Linked DNA regions of Sus scrofa: region 2 is linked to region 1. The links are chromatin contacts, called in public targeted proximity ligation maps. All regions are on one chromosome and are shown on one strand. The core of a region is the stretch at or near the end of the contact, and the rest is flanking DNA. Distances in the headings are between cores, read along the strand shown.

Region 1 (6,638 bases), core at 2,249-4,748:
GTTGATCAGACTGGTAGAGAAGGAAGAGTTCAAGTTGTTTCATTTTCCTTATCAAGCTTATCAGGTGAAGTGACTTGCCCAAGTTCATTATTCTTACAGAACCAACCTGGAAGCCAGGATTCCTGTGACCCAGCCTGTCTGTCTCCCTGTGACGCATGGAGCTGGAATGGCAGGGCTGGCACTGGAACCCACGTCACCTGGACCACGAGTCCAGTGCCCTTGCGATGACTCTGTGCTACTGTGAGGTGTATGTGTGTGTGTGTGTGTGTGTGTATGGGTGTGTCTGTGGGAGAGAGACGTGATGGAAATGGGGGGCTCTTCATCCTTTGCTCTACAAGCCCTAACCTAAGAGCCTAATCCTGTCACCTCTGAGTGTGCCCCTCCTATCTCTCCATCTCCCCCTTTCTCTCCCTCATTATCATTTCTTCTTCCCCTGGAGGGATTATGGCCAGAGTTTCATCCCCTCCCAGAGACTAGTTATCTGTTCATATTCCTAGACCCGCCCACATCTCACCATTTTTTTTTTTTTAAAGGCTGCACCTGAGACATATGGACATTCCCAGGCTAGGGGTCGAATCAGAGCCACAGCTGCTGGCCTACACCACAGCCACAGCAATGCCAGATCCAACTCATGTCTGGGACCTACACCGCAGCTCACGGCAACTCTGGATCCTTAACCCACTGAGCGAGGCCAAGGATCTAACCCACATCTTCATGGATATTAGTCGGGTTCTTAACCTGCTGAGCCACAGGAGGAACTCCCATCTTTTTTTGTTAAACAGAACTTTATTGAACAATTGAATACCACATTTCTCAAGACTTTAAACTGACTGAGTAAATAAGCACTTATCGTAAACTCTGGCAGAAACTCTTTTGTGCTGAGCTGTAATGGTTTTGACAGTTGGTGAAATTCCTTGTAACATAAAAAAAAGGACACTGAAGGAGTTCTCTGGTGGCCTAAAAGTTAAGGGTCTGGCATTGTCACTGCTGTGGCTTGGGTTCGATCCCTGGCTTGGCAACTTCCATGGCCATAAAAATGGGACATTGAAATTGTTATTAATTGTTAACACAAACCATGAACACTGCTGCCACTGACTGAATGCTTAGTATATGGCAACACTTGCTAAACACTTCACATGTGCTTACTCATCAATGCCTATGACGTGAGGGGTGCTTCCCATGGGCAATCTGGCTCCTGCACCTGCTTCTTTTTTTAAAAATTTTTTATTTTTTTATTTTTTTATTTTTTTGCCTTTTCTAGGGCCACTCATGTGGCATATGGAGGTTCCCAGGCTAGGGGTCTAATTGGAGCTGTAGCCACAGCCACAGCAACGCCAGATCTGAGCCGCGTCTGCGACCCACACCACAGCTCACAGCAACGCCGGATCCTTAACCCAGGATCCTCAACCCACTGAGCAAGGCCAGGGATCGAACCCGCAACCTCATGGTTCCTAGTCAGATGGGACAGGAACTCCATGCACCTGCTTCTTTGAGAGCTCTTTCGGGCCTACTCAGACTGTATTTGGAGCCTCCCTGTGTGTTGGTGGAGGTGACCTCCTCCATCTATGAGTCCAGCTTTACTGAACCCTCCTGTTGCTCAGAGCCTGGAGGATGGAATGAAGTCAGCCAGAGGTGGGGGCATCAAGCTCCATGTACATTTCCAGATGCTCTGCCCCTGAGTGGGAAAGGAGGTCAGGAAAGGCGAGAGTGGATTCCAGGGTGGGGGCTCCTCTGGTGGATCCAGAGACGGATGAGAAACTCTGATGCCAAGTCACAAAGCCCTAGGACCTCACGCCTGTCTGGCCCTCCTGCATTTCTAGCAACTTCAGTGGCTGAAGGACCCTGGGCCTGGACTGATACAGGGAAGGTCATTGTGCCTGGAGACTATTTGGATGAATTTTGTACCTTTGTCATGGGATTCATTTGGGAGCTGCCCTGCACAGATAGGAGTGGCATAAAATACCCCAAGGGTCAGGGTGTGAGCTCTGACACAAAAGGACTGATAGAAAAGTGGCAACTATTTGTGGTAGGGTTTGGGCTGAAGTCAGGAGTCTGTGAGCTAGGCTGGCTCTGCAGGACACCTGGCCTGCTTATCTCTGGGCCTTGGTTTTCTCATCTGTGAAATAGGGAGCTAATTCCACAGCATTATCATAGATGTGATTTCATTAAGCCTCATGACATCACCTTCCCTGACAGTGACAGGCACTGTCACTGTCATTTAATAACTGAGGTCTCTGAGTTCCCTTCATGGCACAGTGGTTAACGAATCCGACTAGGAACCATGAGGTTTCGGGTTCGATCCCTGGCCTCGATCAGTAGAAATCAGTGGATTAAGGAGCCAGCGTTGCTGTGAGCTGTGGTGTAGGTCGCAGATGCACCTCGGATCCCGAGTTGCTGTGGCTCTGGCGTAGGTTGGTGGCTACAGCTCTCATTCGACCCCTAGCCTGGGAACCTCCATATGCCTTGGGTGAGGCCCTAGAAAGACAAAAAGAAAAAAAATAAAAATTAAAATTAAAAAAATTAAAAAGTAATAACTGAGGTTTCTGGGAAAGCAGAGCCAGGGTCAGCAGCTGGGGGCCCAGCCCCAGCAGAGCAGGGACTGGACTGAGAACTGTGGGTGGAGGAGGGGGTCAGGGCCCGGGTCAGGGCTAGAATTACTCTGAGGTTCTGGTTGGAGGGGAAAATTCCCAAGAAGGCGAGAGATTAGGGTGTCAGTAGAGAACTTTGGGGAAAAGGGGAGAGACTCGAAGGAGCACTTAGGACTGGTCCAGCATCAGATGCTTAATAAACCTGTCTGGTCTCAATAAACTCTTAAAACTCTTAAAAAACTCTTAAATAAAAAACTCTTAAATAAACTCTTAAAAAAGAGAGGGTCTCCCCGTTTTGCAAATTGGAACACTGGCTCTGAGAGTTAGAAATCACACAGCTAAAAAAACAAAAGCGTTCTGTGCTGAAACCCAGTAAATCTGACTCCAAAGCCCTGGGCTCTCCTCTAGCTGTGTCCCTGGGAAGGCCCGGCGATGGGGATGAGGAGGGAGGGGGCTGGCCCGCCTCTGTGTTTGGTTGGGAGCGGTCAGCACGTGGCAGCTGAGCCAGCACGGGCTCTCTGACTGGCCACAAAGGGTTAAGGAGCCTCAGCCCCCTCCTCCCGCCTCCTCCCGCCTCCACCCCCGGCTCTTCCTGTCCTGAAGTTACAACACCCCCTCTGCGCTCTCCCTTCCCCTCCCACCTCCTCTCTCCTCCTCTCGGCTTGACTTTTCTGAGTTCTCCGAACTCTGGCTCCAAAACTGGCCTTCCGGGTTTGAGGTTCCCCGGGACCAGGCCGTGATTCTCTGCCCCAGGCTCAACCCTCAGCTCCCTCGCCCAACCCTCCGGCTCCACTTGGGACCTCCGGACCCTGCTCCTCCTGGGACGGTATCGACTGTCGCCTCGGTCCGCCGTCACTGTCGCCACTGCCTGAGCCCTGATGGGGGAGTGAGAGGACACAGCTGGCCGGACATGGGCCTCCCCACCGTCCCTGGCCTGCTGCTGCCACTGGTGAGACTGGGACGGAGGGCCGAGGGGGCTGGCGGGTGAGGAGGCCGCCTGCGGCAGGAGAGAGCCAGGCCCCAGCCTCAGGCCTGCGCGGCCTGATCTCAAACACTGCCCCATTCATCCGCCGCGCCTGTCGGGGACCAGGGGAGACGTTTGAAAGGCAGGGAGGGAAAGGGAGCCCGGGCGGGCAGGGACAGCCAAAGACGACTGTAGGGGCTGGGGGTGCCCGGGGTGTGGGGGAGGGTGACCCTCCTGGTCGCGGGTGGGGCACTTTGTTAGGAAATGGGAAGGAGTGGGAGAAAGAGTCCTTTCCGAGTCCCAGTGGCTCAGGATCCTGTCCTTTGGGCCAGTGTGATGGGCCGGAGAGGTGAGGCCACCGAGGGGTGCCAGGACACTGCTGGACGGCAGGGGCCGGATCTAGTGAGGTGGGGAAACTGAGTCCGGGAGAGGCCAGGGCTGAGGGCTGGCTTGGGAGGCTGTGTGTTGGGAGCGTTTGGGAGGGAAGGGGGTACGGGGATCGGGGCCACGACCCAGTGGCCTCCCCAGGCCCAGGCCTCCCACCTGGGGGGCCTTCTTCACCTGGGGCTGTCGGCTGGGTCTGTCGGATTGACCCTCGTCTGTGGCCTCGGAGCCCTTGGGCCTGCCCCCGGCCCCCTCCCACAGACCCAAACAGCCCTTTGCTGGCTTTCTTCTTCTATGGCTCAGTTTGGGGAAGTTGGTAGACAGTTGTTTTCGTCACTGAAAAATGTCCCTTTTCTGTTGCCTGAGGCTTGTTTCAGTGTATTCCTGATCCCTCCACCCCCTGGAGTCACCCTGGGCCGAGACCCCAGCCCCTGGCCCCCACCTGGTTGGGTGGGTTAGGCTGGCCTCAAGCTTCAGGCTCCCTGCCCTTCCGGGGGGCTCCAGGGCCACGCCCCACCGCGATCCCCCCTCCTCTCCCTGACCTCTCTCCCCAAACCCCTGCCCCTCCCCAAGGGTCTTACACTGTCTTCCCATCATTCCCTCCCCTTCTGTCAAGTCTTCCGGAAGACTTCTCCGAGTGAGTCTCCTTTTGGAATCTTTTCTCTCCCGCTCTCCCTCTCCCTCTTCTAGTCCATGTTTCTAGATCCTAATTCCCCCGCGGCACCTCCCTCCCTCGTCTTCTCCCTCTTGAATCTCCCACATTCTGTCTCCCCAGGCCCATCTTTCCCTTCCCTCAAGGCTCCTCTCTGCCCTCATCCAGCGGCCCTGCCTTCTCCTCTTCACCCTTGGGGATAAATCACCTGATCGAGTCCTGGCTCCCTCAGGTACCAGCTGCCTGGACTTGAGCAGCTTACGTAACCCTGCCTCGTTTCTTTATCTCAAGATGGGCCTAAGAGTCATTCCCTAATAATGTTGTTTTAAAGATGCTAGATGGATAGGTTTTAAGTATTCCATTTATTCATGCCTGCGCTGGGCTAGACTCTGTTTTAGATGCCGGGATTACAGCAGGGAACAAAATCTCTGTCTTTGTGCAGCCTACATTCCAGTGGAGGAACCAGGGTATAGCAAACAGAAAGCAGTCGGTAATGGCGGTAATTACTCAGTGGCTACTGCATTTGGAAAACAGAGGTACAGGGAGCCCGAGCAGATAAAGGAATGTGCCTGGGACTGGGGCCAATCCAGCCCAGGTCAGGTGTGACGCTAGGGGACCAAGGTCAGCCTGGAGCTGGAGGGGAAGCAGGCGGTGTGGAAGTCCTGATAAGAGTGTCCACGGGCTTTCCAGCTGCCCGCCATTCAATGGGCAGCACAGGGAAGGCTGTGTGTGTGTGTCTGTATGTGTCTATGTGTGTGTGTGTCGTGGTGGAGTGGGGAGAGGGTGGGATGAATTCAAGAGACACCGTGACAGAACACACAAGATCTTGCTGGTCTCAAAGAGCTTATAGTCTTGGAGCCACGACATCTTACAGCAAAAATGATTTTAGAGCAATCAGGGGAACATGCCCCGCAAAGCGTTGTGATGCGGTGTGTGTCCTGGAACACCGCCGGGAGGCACAAATAGAGGGACACGGGAGCATCGTCCAGCTGCCTTTCCTGCTTAGCAGAGCTCACCTCCAGTGCCTGCGCTGTGCTCCCGGAGCGCTCCACACAGAGATGCAGAGACGCAGAGAGGCAGAGCCCATAGTCTCCTGTCTCTGACCCTACCAAGAACTCTTGTGTATTCATCTCTGCATCCCTGACCCATGCCTTGACCGTGGTGCTCTTTAACTGTTTGTTGAATAAATAAAGGTGGGGATGAGAGGGGGAACGTCTCAGAGAAAAGTGGATTGGGAGCTGAAATTTGAAGTCCCTGACTGGCAAGAGGCTGGAAGGAGCGGTGACTGGTTGGAGGGAGAGCAGAGGAACCGAAAGATAGGATTTTGTGTTCTGGGGGGGGTGGGTGGCAGGAAGCCCAGCAACTTGGCTGGAGAGGAACGTCTCTGTAGAAGAGCAAGAAGAAATGAGAAAGAGAAAACCGGAGGAGGTGGAGGAGGGGATGGAGAGAGAATCTTGACCATGGCCCCAGGTAGAGGAATTCATTCATTCATTCATTCGCTTGACCACTCGTTTGTTCCTTCATTCATTAATGGTTCCCTTGTTGGCCGCTGCATCTGGGAATGTGTCCAGAACAGCATTGAGGCACCTTTTCGAGTTCTCATTCAAGGTAGCAGGGACCCACCCATGGAAATGATATTCAAGGTCGGGCCTGGAGAGGAAGAGTCCCACACCTGTGGGTGCAAGTTGAAGCCTGACTGCAGATAAAAAAGCACTTAGGATAGACTGGAGGAAGAAAGAGGAGGGAAGATAGTTGTTGCGATCTGGATGTGAGGCAACCCGCGGACTTGGAGAGCCCTAAGGGACGAGTAGGAGGGTCTGGCAAGATGAATTACAGAGCGGATGGTGGCAGGGGAGGGACGGGGTCCTTGAGGACAGGAGGGTGGCAAAGGTCTCAGCATTGGTGCCGAGAAGTGCGAGAAGTTGGCGTTGTGATGTTGGTCCAGGCCAGGAGGTGGATGGATTTCGTTTGGGGGTGTGTCGAGGGTCTGGGGAATGAATAGCCAAGCAAAGGGCGTGTCTCACAGGCTGGAGCAGAGCTTCTCAGATGC
Region 2 (6,638 bases), core at 1,627-4,126, 41 kb before region 1:
CAGTTACCCCCGGATGATCTTGGGCAAGTTACCTAAACTCTCTGGGCCTCACTTTCCTCACCCAGTCAGTGAGGATAATAATAGGACCATTTCATAGGATCATTGAAGATTAAATGAGTTAGTGAAAGTCAAATGTTCACAGAGTGCCTAATACACTGCCTCTCAATAAATGGAAATTATGATTATAAACACTTGATAATTTTTTTTAATGGGCACACACATGGCATATCAAAGTTCCTGGGCCAGAGATTGAATTGGAGCCCCAGCTTTTTTTTTTTTTTTTTGTCTTTTCTAGGGCTGCACCCACGGCATATGGAGGTTCCCAGGCTAGGGGTCTAATTAGAGCTGCAGCTGCCGGCCTACACCACAGCTCAGGGCAATGCCAGATCCTTAACCCACTGAGCGAGGCCAAAGATTGAACCTGCAAGCTCATGGTTCCTAGTCAGATTCATTAACCACTGAGCCACAACGGGAACTCCGGAGCCCCAGCTTTGACTTATGCCGAAGCTTGGCCACACAGATCCTTTAATGCATTGCACCAGGCTGAGGATCAAACCCACACCTCTGCAGTGACCTGAGCCCCTGCAGTCAGATTCTTATCCCATTGGGCCACAGCAAGAACTCCAAATACTTGGTGATTTTTTAAAGTGAATGAAATTAACTCTCCCCCAATTAATAACAATAACAGTCATTAGAAACACCCTGTAACCCTTTCTTAGGTGAGGAAATCAATAACTAATAACTCCACAGAAAAAACCAAGAAAGAGTCAAGCATAGAATTGTACCTCTAATGGAAGTGTGTAATCTAATAAAGAGATACTCGGTCTAATAAATAGATTATACAATGGTGGCATGTCGAAATGATTACATCTCAGTGTGGGCATAATATTATATCTAACTTATACAAAATCTATATAATACATCATTTAAAAAGTGTGCATGTGTATGTTTGTGTATAAGGAGAGACTCCAATTTCCCTTTGAGGAGTTTCTTCTTGCCTCAATTTTGAGAAGAAAGGATTCATCATTTTCCTGCTTATTTGGATGGTTGGAATTAAGGCATCTTCCCAGGCGCCCCCTCCCTGTGCCCCTGGCCCCTCACCTGGCATCTTGGGGGGGTCCGGTGGATTTCTGCAGGTGGTGTCAGACTGGGTGGTGCCTGGAGCTGCCTCCACAAGGCCCTGGTCCTCACACCTGTGCAGGAAAGAGCCCAGCTCAGGTGGGCTTCCTCCCGGCTGGAAGTGGGAGGTGGTTCCGTGGAGGTGGGCACGGGCAGGGTTGTCAGCAGCTGGGGCTGGGCATGGGGCAGGGGACACAGATGGAGGCACACTCACCTCGTGTGGGGCTGGCAGCGGGCGCTGGGGGAAGAGGAATTCTGGAAGTGCCCTGCCTTGCAGGGAACACATTTTCTGTTTGCCTCCCCAGCTTTATCTGGCAAGAGAAAGACACAGCCAGCCCGGGTGAGTGGGCAAAGGAGCATCTGCCCAGATGTGAGCTTCCCTTGAGCCCTCTGGATGGCCCCCTCCCCACCTGCCCACCCACCCCATTCTGTACTTGGCAGCATATTTCCTGATCTCCAAGTTGCCCAAACTTCCCCAGTGCTGGGAGGACCCCCCTGAGCTCAGCACTGTCCTGGGCCATTTCTCTGCAGGTCCTTTTGGGGGCCTTTCTCAGGGCAGGAGAAGAGACATTTTATGCCAGAGAGTTAAGCACCTGGAGGCTCGCCATGAACACAGCACCGTATGCCCTGATCCCTGTTCAAGATCACCCGCCCAGCCTCCTCCCTGCCCTCTGCCCCCAGTGACCTCTGAGCTCAGCTTCGGTGCCAGGTGGGCAGTTGAAGAGTGGCTCGCAGTGGACACACTCAGAGTCCCAGAAGACGCAGAACATCCCAGGCTGGCAGCGGCACTGGGCTTTGTGTTTGCTGGTACAAGGCGTGACCTCCATGAAGCCCAGCACTGGTGGAGAGATGGCAGGCTCAGCAGAGGGGCCGCACTCCTGGGGGTCCCAGCACATCCCCCCACCCCTGCCCACCCCGGGCACACCCCACTCACTCTGGTCACAGGGGCGGCACAGCTGGCAGATGGAGAGGTGGTTCCAGTGCTCGTTGTAGGAATTTTCAGGGCATGTGGCACAAGCGGTGTTCTGGTCATGGCTACACTCAGCTGAGACGTGCGTGCCTAGGATGCGAGTGGGGCAGTAGCAGTGTCAGGGGGCTGGGGTTCCACCGTCCCCTCTGCTGCTCGCTGTGTGACCCTGGGCCTGTCCGGGTGCCTACATAGAAGGGACGGCCAGTGTTGCTCACCCTTTGCCTGTCACCTGGGACCTGATGTCTGCCTTCCCTCCGAGGCAGCCAGGTGGGCTGGAGCCCCTGTAACCCACCTCCCTGTCCCAGCCTTCCTCTGCCCCTTGCCTCTCACCTGGGGGGCAGCGCGAGCAGCAGACGTGATGTTTGGGCTCGTAGTACTCCCTTTTCTGGTCCTGGCAGGTTTGGTTCTCCGGGCGGTAAGGGAGCACCTTCAAGGGGGAGATGAAGTGGGGGGAGAATTATTCAGGGGTCAGCTGGGGAGGGCAGAAGGATTACAGAGAGGGCTGCCCAGACCCCTCTCCCTAGCCAAGCCCACCCCCGCCCCCTGCACGGGGCCCTCCCTCACCAGCTGGGACTGGGATGCTGCCTGGAGACTGCAGAGGCCCAGCATGAGTGGCCCCCAGGCCAGGCCGCAGGAGGAGGCGGCCCACGGCAGGCGCATGGCGGCCAGTCGGCCAGCCGACCAGATGGGTGGAGGCCTGGGAGGAAGATGGGAGGCCTGGACGTCCCGGGCAGTGGTGGCAGCAGCGTCCCCAGCTCAGGGGCTGGGACGGGACTCGGGCTGACGTGCCCCTGGGGGCCGGAGCGGCCGGGCCTGGCCTGGCCTCCAGGGCTCCAGCGCCGGGCTCAGGAAGTGGGAGTGGAGCAGCCGGCCGCGGGGCGGGGACAGGGAGCGCTGGGAGCTGGGGCGGCTGTCGCAATCGGGAAGAGGAACAGGCTTGGCTGCCCGATGCAGGGCGGGAGGGGGTGGCCGGGAAAGCACGTGAGGGCAGCAGGGCCGGAACTGGGCCTCCTCCCTTCTCTGGAAGCCTGACTGGAGAGGAGGACGAGGAGACAGGCCAGGCCCAGCTGGTGGGAAAGGGGCAGCAGAGCCAGGGGACAACTCTCTGATGGTCCCTGAGAGCCCAGCTGGGGCAGGGCTGACCCAGGCACAGATGGAGGTCTTGGCAGAGCAGTGTCCAGCCGGGCACCCCATCTGAAAAGTGGATGGGCCTGAGACTGTCAAACTTGGAGGGTGCAGAGACCCATGGAGAGTCTGGGACAGCCAGCAAGCCAGCCAGCCAGCCAGCCCAACATCTGGGAACCAGAAGACCCAGCTGGCAGACTGGACTCCCGGGTTCCTGCCTTGTTATGTGACTTTTTAAGATTAACTACAAAGGAGTCACTGCCCAGCCAGCCCTCCCCTTCCCTGAGCCAACCTGACCCATACATCAGTGGGCACAGGTCACCTACATGACCCTTGGGGGGTTCAGTGGCTCTGCTCCCCTGTCCTCAGAGAAGGCAGAGGACATGCAGACTGAAGTCCCATGAACAGGGCAGCTGGACTGGCGCTGGGCAGCCACCATCCCCAGTCCTAGCCTCTCACCCAGGAGTATTTGAATTCCTTTGACCTGGAGGGAGCTGACAGCCCACCAGTCCAGGCCCTTCACCTTAAGGATGAGGACACTGAGGCCCAAATGCCATGCAGAGACCATGGTTTGAGGGAAGCTCACTCTGTCCCTGCACCCCTTTCTTCCTACAATTCTCCTGCATCCCATTAATAGTACTTCCCCCTTCCCCCTATGGCATGCTCTCTGGTTTCCAAATTTCTGTGCTCCTGGCACAGAGGGTCCTTGAGGGTCACCTGAGCTCTGGGAAGCAGCCCCACCCCGGGCCTGCCCAGCCCCTCTGCAGATCACTCCCTGTGACCCACTGCTTGTCATTCACCAGCCACTGAGCCATGAGTTCTGCACTGAATCCATAAGTCTGGGTTCCCCGAGTTTCCTACAGAGTTTGGCACGGACCACGTGTCCAGTATATATTTATATATGCTATCTCCCCCATGTCTCATGGCCAGTCCATGGCAGAGCCATGGGGCTCCAAATTTCTGGGTCCCAGCTCATTCCAGCAACCATGCTGCCTCCTTGTGACTCGGGGAGGGATGGCTCCCTAGGCATGAGGGACTGACTTGCTGTCTTGAGAGAGGTCACCTGGGCACCATTCCCGCCTCCTCCCTGGAGGGCCATCTTTAGCACACAGCCTGACCCTGGTTGGTCTGACTGGCTGGACAGCCTCCTGGTGGAGGATCAGGGAAGGCCTGGTCAGGGGTGCATCTGGGGAGCAGGGCCCACAAAAGGGTGAAGGGCCCTGAGCTGTAGACATCTCTCGCTCTGCTAGTGCAGGCCTAGGGCTCACACACTGCCAGCAAACATCCGAGGCTGGCTGGGAAGGGAAGGAATGTTAGAACAGCATGCACTGCTCAGGGCTGTAGCTCTTTCCAGGTCCAGGGAAGGCGGCTGGGCTGGACTCACACTGAGCTCTTAAATGCATAAAGGTCTCTCTATGGTAGCCTTAGATCCCTTTTTTCTCTCTTTTTTCTAACTAAAAATTTTAAGTTGAGAGTTCTCATTGTATCTCAGTGGGTTAAGAACCTGACTGGTATCCATAAGGACGCAGGTTTGATCCCTGGCCTCGCTCAGTGGGTTAAGGATCTGGTGTTGCTGTGAGCTGTGGTGTAGATCTCAGCCAAGGCTCTGATCCTGCATTGCTGTGGCTGTGCGGTAGGCTGCTGGCTGCTGCTCAGATTTGACCCCTAGCCTGGGAACTTCTATATGCCAAGGGTGCAGTCCTAAAAAGCAAAAAAAAAAAAAAAAAAAAAAAAGAAAGACAGTTGACATTTAGTTGGTTTGGAGTTTCCATTGTGGCTCAGTGGGTTAAGAACCCAAATAGTCTCATATATATTTATGTATGTGTGTGTGTATATATATACACCACCACATCTTCTTAAACCAATTGTCTATTTTTTTTTTCCTTTTTTGGCCATACCAGCAGCATATGAAGTTCTCTGGCCAGGGACTGAATCCGAGCGACAGCTTTGACCTATGCCACAGCTGCAGCAACACCAGATCCTTAACCCACTGCACCGCAGTGGGAACTCCAAATCTGTGTGTTGATGCACACTTGGGTTGCTTCCATGTCTTGGCTATTGTAAATAATGCTGCTATGAGCATAGAGTTTTCATCTTTTCTGGGTATATACCTAGGAATGGGATAACTGGCTTGTATGGTAGTTCTATTTTTAGTTTTTAAAGGACCCTCCCATACTGTTTTCTGTAGTGGCTGCACCAATTTACATTCTCACCAACAGTGTACAGGGGTTCCATTTTCTCCATGCCCTCTGCAGCATTTACTATTTGTAGGCTTTTTGATAATAGCCATTCTGACCAGCATGAGGTGATACCACATTGTAATTTTGATTTTCATTTCTAATAATTTGTGATGTTGAGCTTCTTTTCATGTGTCTATTGGCCATCTGTGCGTCTTCTTGGGAAAAATGTCTATTTAGGTCTCTTTTTTCTTTTTATTATGGAAATCACACGTCATATATACTTACACGAAAGAAAAGAAAAAGTACTGTGAAGTCCCAGCTTTGACTCAGACAGGTTCCATTTCTTCCATACAACCCTCCCCAACTCTTCTAATATCCTGTTATTATTTTGAAGCAAATCCCAGACATGTGTCATTACATTTGAGAATATTTTGAGACTTAAAGACAGGGACTGCTTTTCTTTTGAGGTATAACCTCTAAACAAGGAAATGCATAAAGTACACTAATCTTATGTATATAGATCAATGCATTTTCACTTTTGTGTATTCCTGAGTATCTCCCCAGAACACTTCCCACACTCCCAAAGTTCGTGCATGGCCCCTTCACAGGCAAGCACCATCTCAGATCCTTTTAACTCCAGCTGGCTGAATTGTATCCTTTTTGCTGCCTTTCTCATGCTGTCACTTCACCTTCAAGGACTCTCCCGGTTCTTGGGAAAGAGCCCTAAGACCTGGATTTTAATTTTAGCCCCATCACTTCACCTCTCTGGCTCTCCTTTCTGGTGCCCAATCAACTGCTGCTTTGCTTGCAGATCTGACCTACTCGCAACCCTTCCCCTGCTCTGGTCTGTATCACTACTGGGAACTACATTTCCCAGAGTCCTTTTCCCTCTGGCGTCCCTGTAGGTTTAGCCAATAGGAAGACAGGTGGGTGGGGGGCAGGTAGGTGGGAGGAGGGAAGAAGCCTGGGTTCTGGCTGGCCTCTCTTGCTGCTTTCTGACACATGTCCTGAGACTGGTTCTGTTACTTCCTTCCCTCCTTCCACAATCCCGTCTCCTGCCAGGCAGCCCCCACTCTTTAGTTCCTGCCAAACAGCTCTGGAGGCTTCTGGGTCTGTAAGGCTGTGTTAGAAGACTGTCTTTCCAGCCCGAGGTGTAGCTGCTTCCTGTTTTGCTATTTTCTTGGTTGCCTCGCTTTCCCCCATTGGCTCTTCAGCTCTTCTAGCAAGCATGTTCCAATTCCTTA

What was found.
Region 2: a targeted proximity ligation map of alveolar macrophages shows a contact between it and region 1. A contact is called at or near these places in 1 of 5 promoter capture datasets (liver), 13 of 47 Hi-C or Micro-C datasets (alveolar macrophages, embryonic fibroblasts, fetal heart ventricle and 7 more) and 2 of 2 datasets of targeted methods (alveolar macrophages and skeletal muscle).

Annotation. Positions count from the first base shown.
Region 1 is chr5:64,315,851-64,322,488 of Sscrofa11.1, forward strand. TNFRSF1A (TNF receptor superfamily member 1A) reads left to right here and starts at 3,499. Exons shown (of 10, transcript NM_213969.1): 1 at 3,499-3,537. The coding sequence starts at 3,499.
Region 2 is chr5:64,275,546-64,282,183 of Sscrofa11.1, forward strand. LTBR (lymphotoxin beta receptor) reads right to left here and starts at 2,877. Exons shown (of 10, transcript NM_001308823.1): 1 at 2,654-2,877; 2 at 2,420-2,516; 3 at 2,054-2,179; 4 at 1,805-1,957; 5 at 1,334-1,430; 6 at 1,102-1,193. The coding sequence starts at 2,749.